Regions from separate parts of the Mus musculus genome. Here regions 2, 3, 4 and 5 are each linked to region 1. A link is a contact called in public HiChIP or PLAC-seq, Micro-C and promoter capture Hi-C data. All regions are on one chromosome and are shown on one strand. The core of a region is the stretch at or near the end of the contact, and the rest is flanking DNA. Distances in the headings are between cores, read along the strand shown. Region 1 holds the start of Kcna3 (potassium voltage-gated channel, shaker-related subfamily, member 3). Region 2 holds the start of Pifo (primary cilia formation). Region 3 overlaps Tmigd3 (transmembrane and immunoglobulin domain containing 3). Region 4 holds the start of Atp5pb (ATP synthase peripheral stalk-membrane subunit b). Region 5 holds the start of Rap1a (RAS-related protein 1a).

What was found. Promoter capture Hi-C pulls out the DNA fragments that hold promoters and counts their contacts. A called contact is a pair of places that touch in the nucleus more often than the background predicts. HiChIP or PLAC-seq counts read pairs in DNA pulled down with a chosen protein or histone mark.
Region 2: a promoter capture Hi-C map of liver shows a contact between it and region 1, with 4 times the contacts expected there. The contact joins the promoter of Pifo here to the promoter of Kcna3 in region 1. A contact is called at or near these places in 14 of 39 promoter capture datasets (the 3T3-L1 cell line, the C10 cell line, the HPC-7 cell line and 9 more), 1 of 484 Hi-C or Micro-C datasets (CD4 T cells) and 6 of 115 datasets of contacts at active chromatin or transcription factors (the 230-238 cell line, SST interneurons, T-cell acute lymphoblastic leukemia and 2 more).
Region 3: a contact with region 1 is called in an H3K4me3 HiChIP or PLAC-seq map of bone marrow-derived macrophages, with 4 times the contacts expected there. The contact joins the enhancer-like site here to the promoter of Kcna3 in region 1. A contact is called at or near these places in 5 of 39 promoter capture datasets (cranial neural crest, hematopoietic stem and progenitor cells, liver and 2 more), 1 of 484 Hi-C or Micro-C datasets (B cells) and 3 of 115 datasets of contacts at active chromatin or transcription factors (bone marrow-derived macrophages, large pre-B cells and pro-B cells).
Region 4: a contact with region 1 is called in a promoter capture Hi-C map of pre-B cells, with 3 times the contacts expected there. The contact joins the promoter of Atp5pb here to the promoter of Kcna3 in region 1. A contact is called at or near these places in 7 of 39 promoter capture datasets (the C10 cell line, cranial neural crest, hematopoietic stem and progenitor cells and 4 more), 2 of 484 Hi-C or Micro-C datasets (B cells and CD4 T cells), 2 of 115 datasets of contacts at active chromatin or transcription factors (astrocytes and large pre-B cells) and 1 of 9 other capture datasets (liver).
Region 5: a Micro-C map of embryonic stem cells shows a contact between it and region 1, with 5 times the contacts expected there. The contact joins the promoter of Rap1a here to the promoter of Kcna3 in region 1. A contact is called at or near these places in 3 of 39 promoter capture datasets (the C10 cell line, hippocampal neurons and pre-B cells), 1 of 484 Hi-C or Micro-C datasets (embryonic stem cells), 3 of 115 datasets of contacts at active chromatin or transcription factors (astrocytes, memory CD8 T cells and pro-B cells) and 1 of 9 other capture datasets (liver).

What each region holds. Positions count from the first base shown.
Region 1 is chr3:107,034,753-107,037,452 of GRCm38.p6, reverse strand. Kcna3 (potassium voltage-gated channel, shaker-related subfamily, member 3) reads right to left here and starts at 1,291. Exons shown (of 1, transcript NM_008418.2): 1 at 1-1,291. The coding sequence starts at 1,030.
Region 2 is chr3:106,000,239-106,002,938 of GRCm38.p6, reverse strand. It overlaps Pifo (primary cilia formation), which reads left to right and starts at 1,442. Exons shown (of 6, transcript NM_029604.3): 1 at 1,442-1,612; 2 at 1,696-1,841; 3 at 2,469-2,567. The coding sequence starts at 1,552.
Region 3 is chr3:105,909,373-105,912,072 of GRCm38.p6, reverse strand. The region is part of intron 1 of Tmigd3 (transmembrane and immunoglobulin domain containing 3); the gene reads right to left. Among named protein-coding and RNA genes, the nearest start is that of Adora3, 6.3 kb to the right of the region's middle. Within about 2 kb of position 1,387, at least 87 of the 459 cell types and tissues checked have an H3K27ac peak or open chromatin away from gene starts, as enhancers often do. A contact at or near this core is called in B cells, bone marrow-derived macrophages and hematopoietic stem and progenitor cells, where this site is marked.
Region 4 is chr3:105,957,895-105,960,594 of GRCm38.p6, reverse strand. Atp5pb (ATP synthase peripheral stalk-membrane subunit b) reads left to right here and starts at 1,332. Exons shown (of 7, transcript NM_009725.5): 1 at 1,332-1,447; 2 at 1,697-1,733. The coding sequence starts at 1,408. It overlaps Wdr77 (WD repeat domain 77), which reads right to left and starts at 1,097. Exons shown (of 10, transcript NM_027432.3): 1 at 897-1,097; 2 at 457-642. The coding sequence starts at 1,011.
Region 5 is chr3:105,800,052-105,802,751 of GRCm38.p6, reverse strand. Rap1a (RAS-related protein 1a) reads left to right here and starts at 1,371. Exons shown (of 8, transcript NM_145541.5): 1 at 1,371-1,513.

The sequences.
Region 1 (2,700 bases), core at 42-2,541:
GCGTCTGTCCTAGGATCTGCAGCCCCTTAGAATGGCGGGAGAGCTTGAAGATGCGGAAAACCCTTACTAGGCGGATGACTCTCAGGATGGCCAGCGACATGGCCTGCTGCCCATTACCTTGTCGTTCAGCCAGCTCAGTGCCCAGAGTGATAAAATAAGGAATGATGGCCACAATGTCTATCAAGTTCATGATATTTCTGGAGAAGGTGGCTTTACTGGGGCAAGCAAAGAACCGCACCAGAAGCTCAAAGGAGAACCAGATGATGCACAAGGTCTCCACCACGAAGAAGGGGTCCGAGAAGCTGGAGGCTCCAGAAGGGGCCCCCGACGTGCTGTTGTTGGCAGCCTCAAACACGTCCTGCGACGGGGAGGCGGGATAGTCTTTCTCATCGCGAAACTCGGGAAGCGTCTCCAAGCAGAAGATGACAATGGAGATGAGAATGACCAGCACTGACACAATGGCAATGCCCCGGGCCGGCCCGGAGCTCTCCGGATATTCGAAGAGCAGCCACACCTGGCGCTGGAAGTCACGGCGGGGCAGGGGTCGCTCCTCCTCCCGCAGGAAGCCCTCATCCTCACGGAACTTTTCCATGGCCTCCTCACCCAGCTGGTAAAAGCGGATCTCCTCGGAGAAGATGTCGATGGGCACGTTGACCGGCCGGCGAATGCGGCCCCCGGACTGGTAGTAGTAGAGGATGGCGTCGAAGCTGGGTCGGTTGCGGTCGAAGAAGTACTCATTGCGGAGTGGGTCAAAGTACCGCATGCGCCGCTTGGGGTCGCCCAGCAGTGTCTCGGGGAACTGGCAGAGGGTCTTGAGCTGCGTCTCGAAGCGCAGCCCAGAGATGTTGATGACCACACGCTCGCCGCAGCAATCTTGCTCGCCCGCGGCGGGCAGCGCGGGTGGCAGTGGCTCGTAGCGGTCGCAGCCGCCACCGCCGCCGCCACTGCCACAGCCTCCCTGAGGCGGGTCCCCGCCACCGCCTCCCGCCGCCTCTGGCTCCAGCAGGTGGTCCCCGGGCACCACGGTCATGTCTGGCGGCAGCTCGGCGTGGCCGGGGCTCTGCAGGATGCGCGCGCCGCCTCCTGCGGGGTCCGGTGCAGGGTGGGCGCGGTGATGGGTGGAGGGCTGCGGCGGTCGAGCGCGGGAGGCGGCGGTGCTTTCCTTCCCTGCTGGCGGCTGCCGGCCCGAGTCGCTCCTCCTGGAGCTCCCCGCCCCACCGCCGCCTCTGCCCTACGAGCCCGGCCCCGCCGCCTGTTGCTGCGGCTGCCGCGAGGCTCTGTCTGGGCTGGCGCGGCCCGCGGGGCTGCACGGTCCAGACGCCTCCTCCTCCCTCCTCCGCACCCCTCCCCGCGGGGCGCGCGCCCGCCTCTCTGCCACCGCCCCCGGGTTTCCCGCCCACCGCGCGCGCGCGCTCCGCTTCCCGCTTGCCACCCTTGTTCCTCGACCTTCTTTGTCACTGGATCGCCGCCAACTTGCACCCCACTCCCCAGACTCCGCGGAACCCCTACCCAGCCACGCTGGCCTTGGAGGAACCCGGCCGCCTGACCTCGTTCCTGGGCTCTGCTTGCTCGCTCCTGGTCAGCGCGCGTTCCCTTCCCGCGCGTGGTCGAGACCTAATCTCAGGGCTGTTATACCCACGCAAGGACCACACCTCATCCCTCGAAGGGAGGCCTCCTGGCCCTTGACACTTTGCCAAGAAGGGCAAGTTCCACTAGAGTAGGTAACAAAAAGTCCCAAGCAAAGGAGGCATCCAGGCATCCAGACCCTGAATGTCTTGGGAGGAGGGGCTGCAGGCTAGGTTGTCTGGGCTAGTGCAGGATAGGATAGTCTGGGGCCAGCATCCGGATTTAGAGGGGTAGAATAATGCTAAAACCTGGGTGTTGGTGCAGTAAACGATATTTTTGGACAGGAAGCAATGGGTTAATGGGTAACATGGGGTCTCAAGTCTTCCCAGCAGTCTAAAAAGAGGGTCCTTAAAGGCATCTGGAGACCTCATTTTTATAATGGTTAGCTCAGTGCGGGCAGAATCAGGGGCAAGTTTCTGGTTGGGATTAGTGAGGGCAGTGGAAAAAAATAAGAGGGAATGGTAAAGAAAATTCACCACACCTTACTGTGTGACGAACAGGCCCAATACCTAGCGTTTAATTAACACAATGATACCTGCCCTTGCAGTAGGGAACTCGAGAAAGTGTATTTTAGCTGTTAATGTGGGAAAGCCTTCATTTTGCAGATTGTGCCTCTCTTGCTTGATATGGGCCTACAGAAAATATTATCTCCCTTAAACTGTTTCTCTAAATTGTGCTGGTTGCTTTAAACATAATTTCTGTTCCCAGACATTTAGCTACCCCAAGTATAAGTACCAGAGTTACAAAATTCTGTTACCCCCTTGAATCATTGCAATCGTTTGCAAAAGAGGAACTATTGTCTAGACATTCACTCATTCCATGAAGTTAGCTGAAAATTCAGTTTGATGTAAGAGTGATCTGTCGTCATGTTTTTCTTACCCCCTCTCCCAACTACTAAACTATGATAAAGAGGGCTTGCCCAACTTCTGTTGTTAGCAACTTGGAAATCCTGGGATCTCAGCATTTGTTTGTTGTACTGAATTCTGCAACAAGTGATGCTTTGTATTTATTTCTGTCTGCTCTGGGGAGATATTTCTTCTTTTGAGTTCAGGACCCTATTGTGATTCCTGGGCT
Region 2 (2,700 bases), core at 193-2,692, 1.0 Mb after region 1:
AATGCAAATAAAGAAAATATCTAATAAAAAAAATCTTAGCGGATGCTCACAGTCATGCTCAAGGAGCACAGGGTCCCCAATGAAGGAGCTAGATCAAGGACCCAAGGAGCTGAAGGGGTTTGCAGTCCCATAGGAGGAACAACAATATGAACCAACCAGTACCCCCAGAGCTCCCAGGGACTAAACCACCAACCAAAGAAAACACATGGTGGGACTCGTGGCTCTAGCTGCATATGTAGCAGAGAATGGACCAGTTGGCCATCAATAGGAGGAGAGGCCTTTGGTCCTGTGAAGGTTCTATACCCCAGTATAGGGGAATGCCAGGGCCAGGAATGGGAGTGAGTAGATTGGGGAGCAGGGGAGGAGGGAAGGGATAGGGGATTTTCAGAGGGAAAACTAGTAAAGGGTTAGATGTAAATAAAGAAAATATCTAATAAAAAAATCTAAAAAATAATCTAAGGAAGGAAGGAGAGAGGGGGGGGGAGGGAGGAAGGGAGGGAGGGAGGGAGGGAGGGAGGGAGGGAGGGAGGGAGGAAGGAAGACACACAGCAGCATGGGCCAGACAGTGTGTCTTGTTACCTCCTATACCTGGACAAGTCGTAAAGCTACCCTAAAACACAGGGGAGAAAAGTTCTTGTTTCTGCACAGGACAAAGTTTAATAACAAACATTCTGATGTTCTTTCTCTCAGTAGTATGAAAAAGCTCAAAGGTTAGTTGGCTGTTATCTATGTGATGAAAACCTTTTACGTTGACAACTGCTAGGAAGTACACACTGTGTGGTTTTGCTTCCACAGCCTTAAAACACTCAGCAAACCTGTCAGTAGAATTATGAGGATACTGAGACTTACAAAAATGTTAAATTATTAAGCTCTTCAACAATGCAAATGCACTCTTAGTGTTCCACTGAGAGCCATTAGCTTTTGAAAGCCTCCTACCCACACGTTCCTGCGCTCTCCTACCCCTGCACCCCTACACACACACACACACACACACACACACACACACACACACACACACACACGATCTCAGACTTGAGGAAAAAGAAAAACGGATCTAAAATGGACCTGATGGGGTCCTTGCTGTCAGCGCAATCTCAACACCCACCTGCCCCACAGTCCTCTGCTCCAGGCATCGTTCAGAGGCACAATCTTCCTCACTTGTCAGCACAGAGTTTTCTCCTTTTCTGGTCCCCGGAGTCCAGACCTAGGGTGATCTGAGCCCCATAGACCTACCTTTACAGCAGTGTATTCTTCGTGGACTTTTCCAAAGAAGTTTTCCACACACTCACCCATGTAGCCCTTCCACCTGGTGCCTAGCTGGTGCCACCCTCTAGAGTTAAGAGCCTCAAAGCTTAGATGTAACTTGACCTGTGTCCTGAGCAACCTGCTGCGCAGGCGCGCTCAGAGCTCTCCGCGGTTCCGTTCCCTTGGCAACGTAGTACACAGAGCTAATCCTAGCACCCTGCAGGATGTGCTTCAGCAGAATAGGTAAGGAGAGTAGCAGAGATTTACAGAGCAGACAGCAGAAGAAGGGTAAGAAGAGCAGGAGAGATGAACACGGAGGAAATACCGGTTGCTCCTCCGCTCCGTGGAGTTACACCTGCTTTACAATGTAAGAGTTGGCAGCACGGTCCCCTTGCCCCATGCTTCCCTCCACCCACGTGCTCACCTGGAGTTTCTTCTCTTGATCTTTAGGGAAGGTGAATAATTACTCCTTTGGAACACGTCAAGCGAGGAAACTCTTTCCTCACTACCATCCCCCAACCTGGCTGGGGAACCTGTATCTCCCTCTTAGGGGAATGCCCCACACAGGCCCTGGGTGTTATGCAGCAGCAACAGATGTAAGTATTCACTTCCCCTTGGGTGGGACTCAGTTTCCTGTCTACAGCAGGATGCATAGGTGTTCTGGGAGAAAAACTGCTCTATGTGTAACTTTAATTTCTGGGTCCCAATATGAGACAAGCTGTAGAGCCTATGTGTAAACTACGATAGTTCGCCACTTTCCATCCCCCACTAAACGCAAGCTTGTCTTCATATAATCCCTTCCCTGTCTTCACTTCCAGCGCCCTCTTGAGCTGTCAGTCAGTACAATCTTCAGGCTGACTCTTCCATAAAAGTAAATTCAGTTGTTGACAGCTCTAAAGACTGAAGCCATTGGGATACACAGAAATTCATGTGTTTGTCTGTCCAGCCACACCTCTTTGCAAAGTCACTTGTGTCATTTGTTGAACTCTATGCTTTTGACTATAAAAGAACCAAGACAAGGTGGGGGAAGGCCATGTCTTGCAGAGAAGTTTACACATTCTGTATTCACTCCACTTTGAAGGCCGTTCTAGGATTGTGTTACTAATTCTGATGCTTTTCTTCTTTCTCCACCCCACCCCACCACCGCACCACCACCACCCCAACCCCACGCCCACCCCACCCCCCACCCCACCCCGCCTTCGTTCTCTTCCTTCCACTGGAAGTGGAATGGTTTGGCATATAATCTATCGAAAGTCCCAACCAGTACGAAAGGCTATGCTATTGGAGCCAGGACAGCTGTGAGGTTTAAGCCAATCAGCAAGGTAATGTTCTGGGATTGTTCTGGGTGGATCATGTGGCAACATAAATTTATGTTGAGACATTAACACAGGTAGATGATTGGGAAGCAGGGAGAAAAGCCCTTCACTAAAGAAATGGATCCAAAGCAAGGTTTTA
Region 3 (2,700 bases), core at 138-2,637, 1.1 Mb after region 1:
TTTTTAAGAAATCAATTATTATTTTCTGAGTAACATAGACAGTAGTAAGCATTTATTATCTCCTCCTGGTCTGTTTGGGTCACAGATCCAGGGTCATGCTTGCTATATATATATCAAGTTCAAGGACAACCTGAATGACAGGAGATTCTGTCTCAAATTGGAAAAATCAAAAAAATAAAACAAATAAGAAGACAGGGGTATGAAGATCCTACAGTCAGTGTTAGCTGTCCATTCTGGAGCTGTCCATTCTGGAGCTGTCCATTCTGTTCCCCGCGCTCTCTCTTAAGGCTATGATTGATCTTTAGATTCAGGGGAGGAAAAGTACATAGGTTACTGAGAACCCACATGGAAAATGGAGAGAACCGCCTCCACAAAACTGTCCTCTGACCTCCACGTGTGCTGTCACACATGCCCTGCCACATAGCCACACGTCCACATGGCATGGATGTTATTAGTCCCATGTTACAAATGAGGAGCGCACACAGCAGTTTAAGTGAGTAGCAATGAAAACCTCTTTCCATTGTGTTGTCTCCTCTCTCTCATTCTCTCTCTCTCTCTCTCTCTCTCTCTCTCTCTCACACACACACACACACACACACACACACACACACACACAAATGTAATAAAAATGGAAGAGGAGAAAAAGCTTTTGGCTGACTCTTGGTAGGCTAGTCTCTATTTCCACTTGACTTGTATTTTTAAAAAGCAAAGTAATAAACCCATGTATTTGGCATGTACATTTGTTCAGTGTCTTCATATGAAAGAGAGGAAACCCACCCCTATATTTGTCTGTGTGTCTCTGTACCTTTTCTCTTTAGAGAAAACTCCCCAGTTTTCCTTTTAGGATGAAAACTTGCTGGCCAGAGGCAAGCCTCATGGGAAGACCCCTGGCACACTGATCTCTAAACCTGAAACCAGAGTGGAGCTACTCAGTTGTAGCCAGAAATTTTTGGTTTGCCTTTGCTAAATACTCTATGCTAAATGAGTATTTTTCACACGCCAGGCTTCAGCTTCTTCTGGGCCCCAGGTTTTGGCTTCTTCCGAGCTGGCATAGCTCTTTATTCTCTCTTGGCAAGAATGAAACCACCCAGGTCCCAGCGAGCCACCAGTGGTAGTCAGAGGGACAAAGAAAACAAAAAAGAAAGTCAAAGTCCTTCTCAGAACCTCATAGGCATGGGTCTAACGATACCAGCAAGCCCGGCCGTGATGGTCCTTCCCACTGGAGTCAAGTGATTACTTTGAATCAAGCCTCCTCACAAAGGGGAGACTGAGCGATGTCACAATAATGGAGCTTGAAATTAAAAGTCAAGAGGTGCAGTGTGAAGAGTACCAGGAAACCAAGACTCTACAGCACTTCCCCCTCACCGTCCAGCCAACTGAGCAGAGGTTGTGACACCCCGGAGCAAGCCCAGGGCCTCTTCCTGGAGCTGCTCTCAAACTAAATCAGAGACTCAGTAAGGGGAAGCCCCGAGCTCTTGATTCTTCTGGAGTGAAGAATGAGAAAGAAGGGACCACTGCTGAAATGATGACAAGAGGAATTAGGTGACCGAGCTCAGGACAAGGACAAGGCTTTAGACGAACGTCAGGAATAGCTAATTCCACTTTCAGGTTCCCGCTTCTCTTTGCTTAATTGGAACCATTGTCCTGAGGTTCTCATCAAATCAATACGTTGTCTCTGGGAGTGAGACTCTGTGGGTAGCTTCAGATTCAGAGAGGCAAAAGCAAGGGTGGGGCTGCAGGGCTCCAGTCAAGTGACTGAGCCTCAAGTACGACGCGATGATCAATCTTGTTTTGTTTTGTTTTGTTTTTTCCTCCTTCTCCCATCTCCTCCTGCCAAGGTCTCACTGTGTATTCCTGGCTGGCCTAGTATTCACTACATAGACAGGGCTGGCCTTGGGTTCACAGAGTTCTCTGCCCCCCGCCATATCCTACCCCCCCAATATTGGGAGTAAAAGTATGTCTGTCATACTTGGTCAATGGTCAACTTTTGTTTTCCAGACCACAGAGACACTATGACCAGGTGCCTCACCCTCACACCATTATGCCTTATCCACCATGATCAACTGCACCTTCACACTGAGATAAAAATAACTGTAGTAGCCACTTCACAGAATTTCAGAGCCAAGGGGCACTTAAAATCTCAGTGGTTGGAAAAGGATTGACAGAGTTAGGGAGAGTCTCTAATCCCATAGCAAACCCCCCCCCCCCCAGCTATGGCCTACACTCACAACCATAGCCCTGGGGAAATAGCCAGATACCTGGGCCTTGCCAGCTTAGACTAAGTGTTGAGCCCAAGGCCAGTTAAGAGAATTTGTTTCAGAGGCAGAGGCAGGCAGATTTCTGAGTTCGAGGCCAGCCAGCCTGGTCTACGAGAGTTCCAGGACAGCCAGAGCTACACAGAGAAACCCTGTCTCGAAAAACAAAAACAAAAGAGAATCTGTTTCAAAATAAACAAGGTGGGCAGTACCCACCTTGGTAGGAAAGGGATATCTGAATTTGTCTTCTGGCCTTCACATGCAAAATTCACACGCACCCCCCCACCACCACCACCACCACCACACACTAATGTGCACCTTCTCACACAGGAACATGTGCACACACAACCCCAAAAAATATTGACTATTTGCCTTATATTTCGTAACAGAATTTATCAGGCACTCAAAGATCGCTTTTACTAAATAGCACTGACTCCTCATCTGG
Region 4 (2,700 bases), core at 83-2,582, 1.1 Mb after region 1:
TTCTTTAATCTGCTTAATTCTGAGAACTCCATACACGCATACAATGTAGTCTGACTATATTCATCCCTAGCTTGTCCAACATTTACCCTCCATCACCTACCAACTTCATTTCTTTGTCTTTTTTAATGCCAAAGCCTACATTTCTCAGCCTGACACTCAAAGAAAGGTGGGATTAAGGACTGTCCAGTGACAGAGCAGTTGCCTAGCAAGGTGAGTCAATTCACAGCACATAGCAAACACAACAGCAAAAGAAAACAGGAGGCTAGGCACGGTGGCACACGTCTTTAATTACAGCACAGAGGAAGACTTCTGTGAGTTCAAGGCCAGCCTGGTCTACTTAGTTTCTGGGACAGCCAAGCCAATAAGGTAAACAACCCTGCTTCTAAATAATAAAACACCTTTTCCCATCCTACCCTGTACCCAACTCTTCAATTCCAGGGGAGGGGGATCACTCACCTGAATCAGAAGCCACTAGGATACCTTTGTCCCCCACCCAAGTGAGGTCAGCTACTCCAGCCTCGGTCTGGACGCCAGCAGAGCAGAAACCTTCGTTGGGGGCCGCACTAGGATCCTTGAAAAACCACAGAGAACCTACCCAGCAGCGACCACTCAGGCTGGAGACCCCGAGCAGAAGGGAACCATCTACGGTGGGGAGAGCAAAGTTATAAGGTGTCAGATGGAAGGCCTTGTTTCTATGGTAACCTCACAGAACCCCGTGGCGGGACCAGTCTGAATCTGAGATCGGATTTGTGGAGCTGAGCTGGGGCAGGGCCAGGACGCCAGGTATGGCCGAGGAGGGCCACACGGCGCTGGGAGGACTCGAGAGGGTCAGCACCGGGAGAGGGCACCCGAGACTGGGGGTAAAGGGGCTTCCAGGCCCCGGGATCTCGGCTCACCAGACCGGTACCGTGCAGCCTCCAATTGACGTTCCATGCATGCGGGCGCATTGGGGGGCAGGTTCCACTCGCGGGCCGCCGGGGGCACGAGCGGAGGAGGGGTGTCCTTCCGCATCTCCACGATTCCAAATCTAACCTAGACCCAGACTCGACGAGAGACCCTGACTCGGCGCCGGAGGGACCGCACACGTGGTGTACCTCTGCGCAACCGCCCCTCTCCGAGGGAATTCGCTCTACTTCTCGCGAGAATTGTGTCTACCCTTCCAGCCTGCTTTTCCGTCTCCTGTCCCCGCAGCGGGATTTTGTTTGTTTCCCTCCCTCAGCCCCACCCATTTTTTCTCCTCTTCTCGCGATAGTGGGGAGGGGGCGGGGAAAAAGCCGAGAACTTCCGAGAAAAAGCGAGCTGATCTCTTCTCGCGAGATGTGCGAGCGGCCATCTTGCTCCTGCCCCTGACAGGCTCGGGTCGGGGTCACAGGGACACGGAGCCCGCTGTCCCGCTCTTCGCAGACAATGCTGTCCCGGGTGGTGCTTTCTGCTGCCGCCACAGCGGGTGAGAGACGTAGAGCCTAGGTTAGCGTAGCAGGGTGACTAGGAAGAAGCCAGGCCGGGGAGGCGGGAAGCGGGTAGAGGACGGACTGCGGCGTTTGGGCCCGAGCTCACCCACGGGAGCGATCTGGAGAGCTCCCGGGCCGCCCAGCATCTCAGGGCGCGGCAGAGACGGATGCCAGGGCCGACACCCGGGAAGGTAGAAACGCGATTTCTCCTTGACTTTGCTAACCTCCGTCTTGTGTATTTCCAGCCCCGTGTCTGAAGAACGCGGCCGCCCTAGGTCCAGGGTGAGTGTCACCACGTCTTATTCTCTTTCCATTTCCTAGCGTCAAGCCAAAAATTGCTGTTTTCCTTCACGTTAGCCAGCTTGCATACTCATTCGGACGTTTGTTCTTCTAATTGCCTTGAACATGATCCTGTTCCTTCCTCTGACAAACACCAAAGAGAGGCTCACCCCTCGTTGTGACCTTCAGCGACACACAACCAAGTTACTGGCTTACTTACCCCCAAGGACAGATCTGGTTAAATACAGCAAAATAAAACCTATTGTTTTGGGTGTCTTCCAGATTTCCATCTTTTATTAACCATATCAGGAGGCCGAAAACACATATGGCTTCGTAAATGCTTGTGTTGATGATCACATAATGTGACAGTGGATAACTTTGTGGAGATCACAGTAACAACCCTAGTCCTAGAGACAGCTACACAGTAGCTCCATCCTCTAATCCGTCAGTAAGACTCAACTCGTGAGGATGCTTTGAGTCTGACTACTTTCACTACCATTGTTACAGCATGAAGCCGCTGCCCACAGTTCTGAAATGGACAATTTCACTAGGCTTTCAGTCTTAACATCTGTTTTTATCCCAATACAGTCCATTCTCAATGTAGCAGAGAGATCTTGGCAGTTCCCCCCACTTAAAACCCTTCAGAGCTCATATCCCTATTGCAATAAAATCTAAACATAGCAAAACCAAGAAAACCTGAATTAACCTCATCTGTGTCTTGGGTCTTTTTTTATGTACTGTTAATGCCAGCCCTGCTTTCTCCAAAGAATGTCAAACTCTTTTTTTTTTTTTTAATAATTTTATTTTTGTGTGCGTGTGTGCTTGCAGAGGCAGAGAAAAAGGTATTAGATCTGCAGCTGGAGTTAGAGGTTGCTGTGGGCAGCCCAGCATAGGTTCTGGGAACCAAATCTGGTCCTGTGAAGAGCAGTAAGCACTCTTGACCGTCTTTCAGCTTTAAGCTCTTTGGTTG
Region 5 (2,700 bases), core at 122-2,621, 1.2 Mb after region 1:
CAATTGTCTTCTTAGCTATTTCAGCAGTAGGCAAGGGAACTGACTGATCACTCCCTCTTTTCTAAAACAACTCCCTAACAACTTCCTTCCTTCCAAGGGGTTCCTCTAACCTGACTGTCAACTCTGCTTATCTTTAACCTCTAAGTTTCTCTTGGTCCTCTCTTCCAGTTACTCCCCATCCCTAAGAGAGTTTATGTAGACCGGAGGGTCAAATCATCTACATCCTGATGGATCTCAAATTTATATCTCAGACTCATCACCACTGAACTTTCTCCATCCCCCATAAAACTGAACTCTCAATTTCTTTGGTCCCAGCTTTGTTCTTACCCTATCTTCTCTCTTATTAAATGATATCAGTCAGCAGGCCCCCAACCTAAGATTCATTCCTAATTGTTTCGTTCGACCCTCTGCTTTCTCAAGTCTAAATCTATTAAAATAGGTTTAATAAAGCTAAAATAAACAAAATCTAAAATAAAATAACCACTCTTGGCCAATTGGACGAGAATAGCCACCTTAGACTTCCCCTGTGAACATTCGTGCTTCAGTTGGATATTTTACATACACAGTGAGACTCACTCCAGTTCCCGATGGGCCTGAAACTCATTGTGTAGTCCAGGCTAACCTCAAACTCGTGGCAATTCTGTTCCTGTTTTCAAAATGCTGGGATTCCAGGAGTAAACCACCACGCCCTGCATAAAGTTAACCTTTAAAAACATGAACTAGATATAGTTGTTTCTGGGCCCACCCTCTCCTCGGGGCTTCCTGTTGTCATTACAATGGCCCAAAGGCTCCACCGGGTCTGGTCGTTTGTCCAGATCTTGGCGCCTCAGTACTCTTTGGCCATAGACTCTACTTATCTATCCATCCTTTCGCTTGCATTTTGCTAGTTGTGAAATATGGAAGACACACCCCACCTCGGGGTTTGTGGCTGATTTCCTCTCAACCCAGGAAGGTATTCTTCTCATCCAGCCTCTTTTGGATAGGCTCGTTTCTTCATAGCACGAACAAAAGCATGCAAAGCCCTCCCTGGTGACCTGTGAATTTTGCTACTCTTTTTGTTGTTCGTGTTCCCTCTCCTGGGTCACGAGGATGAGAGCTCTATAAGTGACTTTCCCTATGTATGCCTAGGCATTGGGGACCTACTAGGCACTCAACTAACAGCTGTCCCATGGTTGCATCCCTTCAAAATTCTCTTTCTGATTTTTTTTTCCCTTCCTCATTTCAATGTTGGCCTTAACCACCTTCTCAAAGGCAAGGCCCCAGTTCCTGTTGGCACACTATGCCCCCCACCCTTTGAAGAACGGCTCCCTTAAATAGATTCCGGACACAGCGGGGAAGGCGGAGACCAGGGCGGGGGGGGCGGGGCCTGCGTGCTGCGTGCGTGCGCGTTCCGGAGGCGCCGCCGCCGCCGCTCCCGAGGCCGCTGCTCCTGCCGCCGCCGTGCAGAGCCCGAGCCCGAGCCGCGGCCGAGAGGAGGGAGGAGGAGGAGGTGGAGGAGGCGCCGGGCCGCGGGGTGAGTACGGGGTGCGAGTGAGGGGCGCGGACTGGCCGCACCTCGGTGGCCTATTCTTAACCGTCCGCGAGTCCGGGGCGGCGGCCGGGGGCCCGGCGGGCGGGAGGGGCCGCGGCTGAAGGCCGGAGCCAGCCACGCCCGCGGACCGAGGCGGCCCGGCGGGGCCTGCGGGACCGGCCGCGAGGGGCGGGCCGCGAGATGGGACGCGTGTCCGCGCCCGCTCGGCTGTCGTCCCCGCGGACGGAGAGGTGCGGTGCCCTCCGCGCGGCCTTTGCCCCGGCCGCCGAGCGCTGACACCTCTGTGTCCCACTCCGCCGCCAGCCCGGGTTCCCGCCCTCCCTGCCCTCTGTATTCTGCCGCTTGCCATGTGTTCGCCTTTGCAGCGTCGCTCTCGACTCTCTGATATCTGCTGCTACCCCTGAATTTTGTCAGGAAAGAGGCCACGGTGTGATTCCGGTCTTCCGCCCACCGAGGGCGTGTGAGGAGTGTGGGGTGGTGGGATTGTAGCTTGTCTCCTTACTCAGAAAGTTAAGGGCAGTGTCTTCTGCTGAGTTGTGTAATTGGCTGTTGTAAGGAGAAGAGCAAGGAAGGACAGTTGTGTCCCCCGCGTCCGCCCCCCCTCCTATCTGAGATTTCCTCACAGGATAGAAAACTAGAGTTGAGGGGACCTTTCATGCCTTGGAAAAAGAGCTACCGCTCAGAAACTGTGAGTGTATTGCCGTTGGGAAAGGAAAATCGTTTTGTCGCTGCTTTGAAGGAAGTACTGTGTAAGAAATGGAATAAAAGGGCAGGAGGTTAATGGGCCAAGCGGGACAGGTACCAACCGCTGTTGTCTGCTTCTTGGGTGGCTGAAGATACTGTTTTTATTAGAGTCAAAGTGTCGACTCTCAGAATTAACCAGGGGAGTTAGCCTTCAGAAGCGGGCGGTTAGAAGAGATGATGCTGGAAACAGGATTTGGAAACTTTCTTTGAGTTTCCTGTCAGAGTGTGTGGGGGTAGATATGCCTGTGAGTACTTTTTTCTTTTGATGTAATTGATTTCTGTAACACTTTGGTAGAGTAAGTACTAGATTAGGTCCCAGACTCTTTCCTGTCTTTATGCTCTTCTGTAACACTTTGTTTCAAAATTAAATTTACATTTTCGGATATTCTTTCTTAGTGTGACTCTTGTTTAGTTTAGTTCCTTGC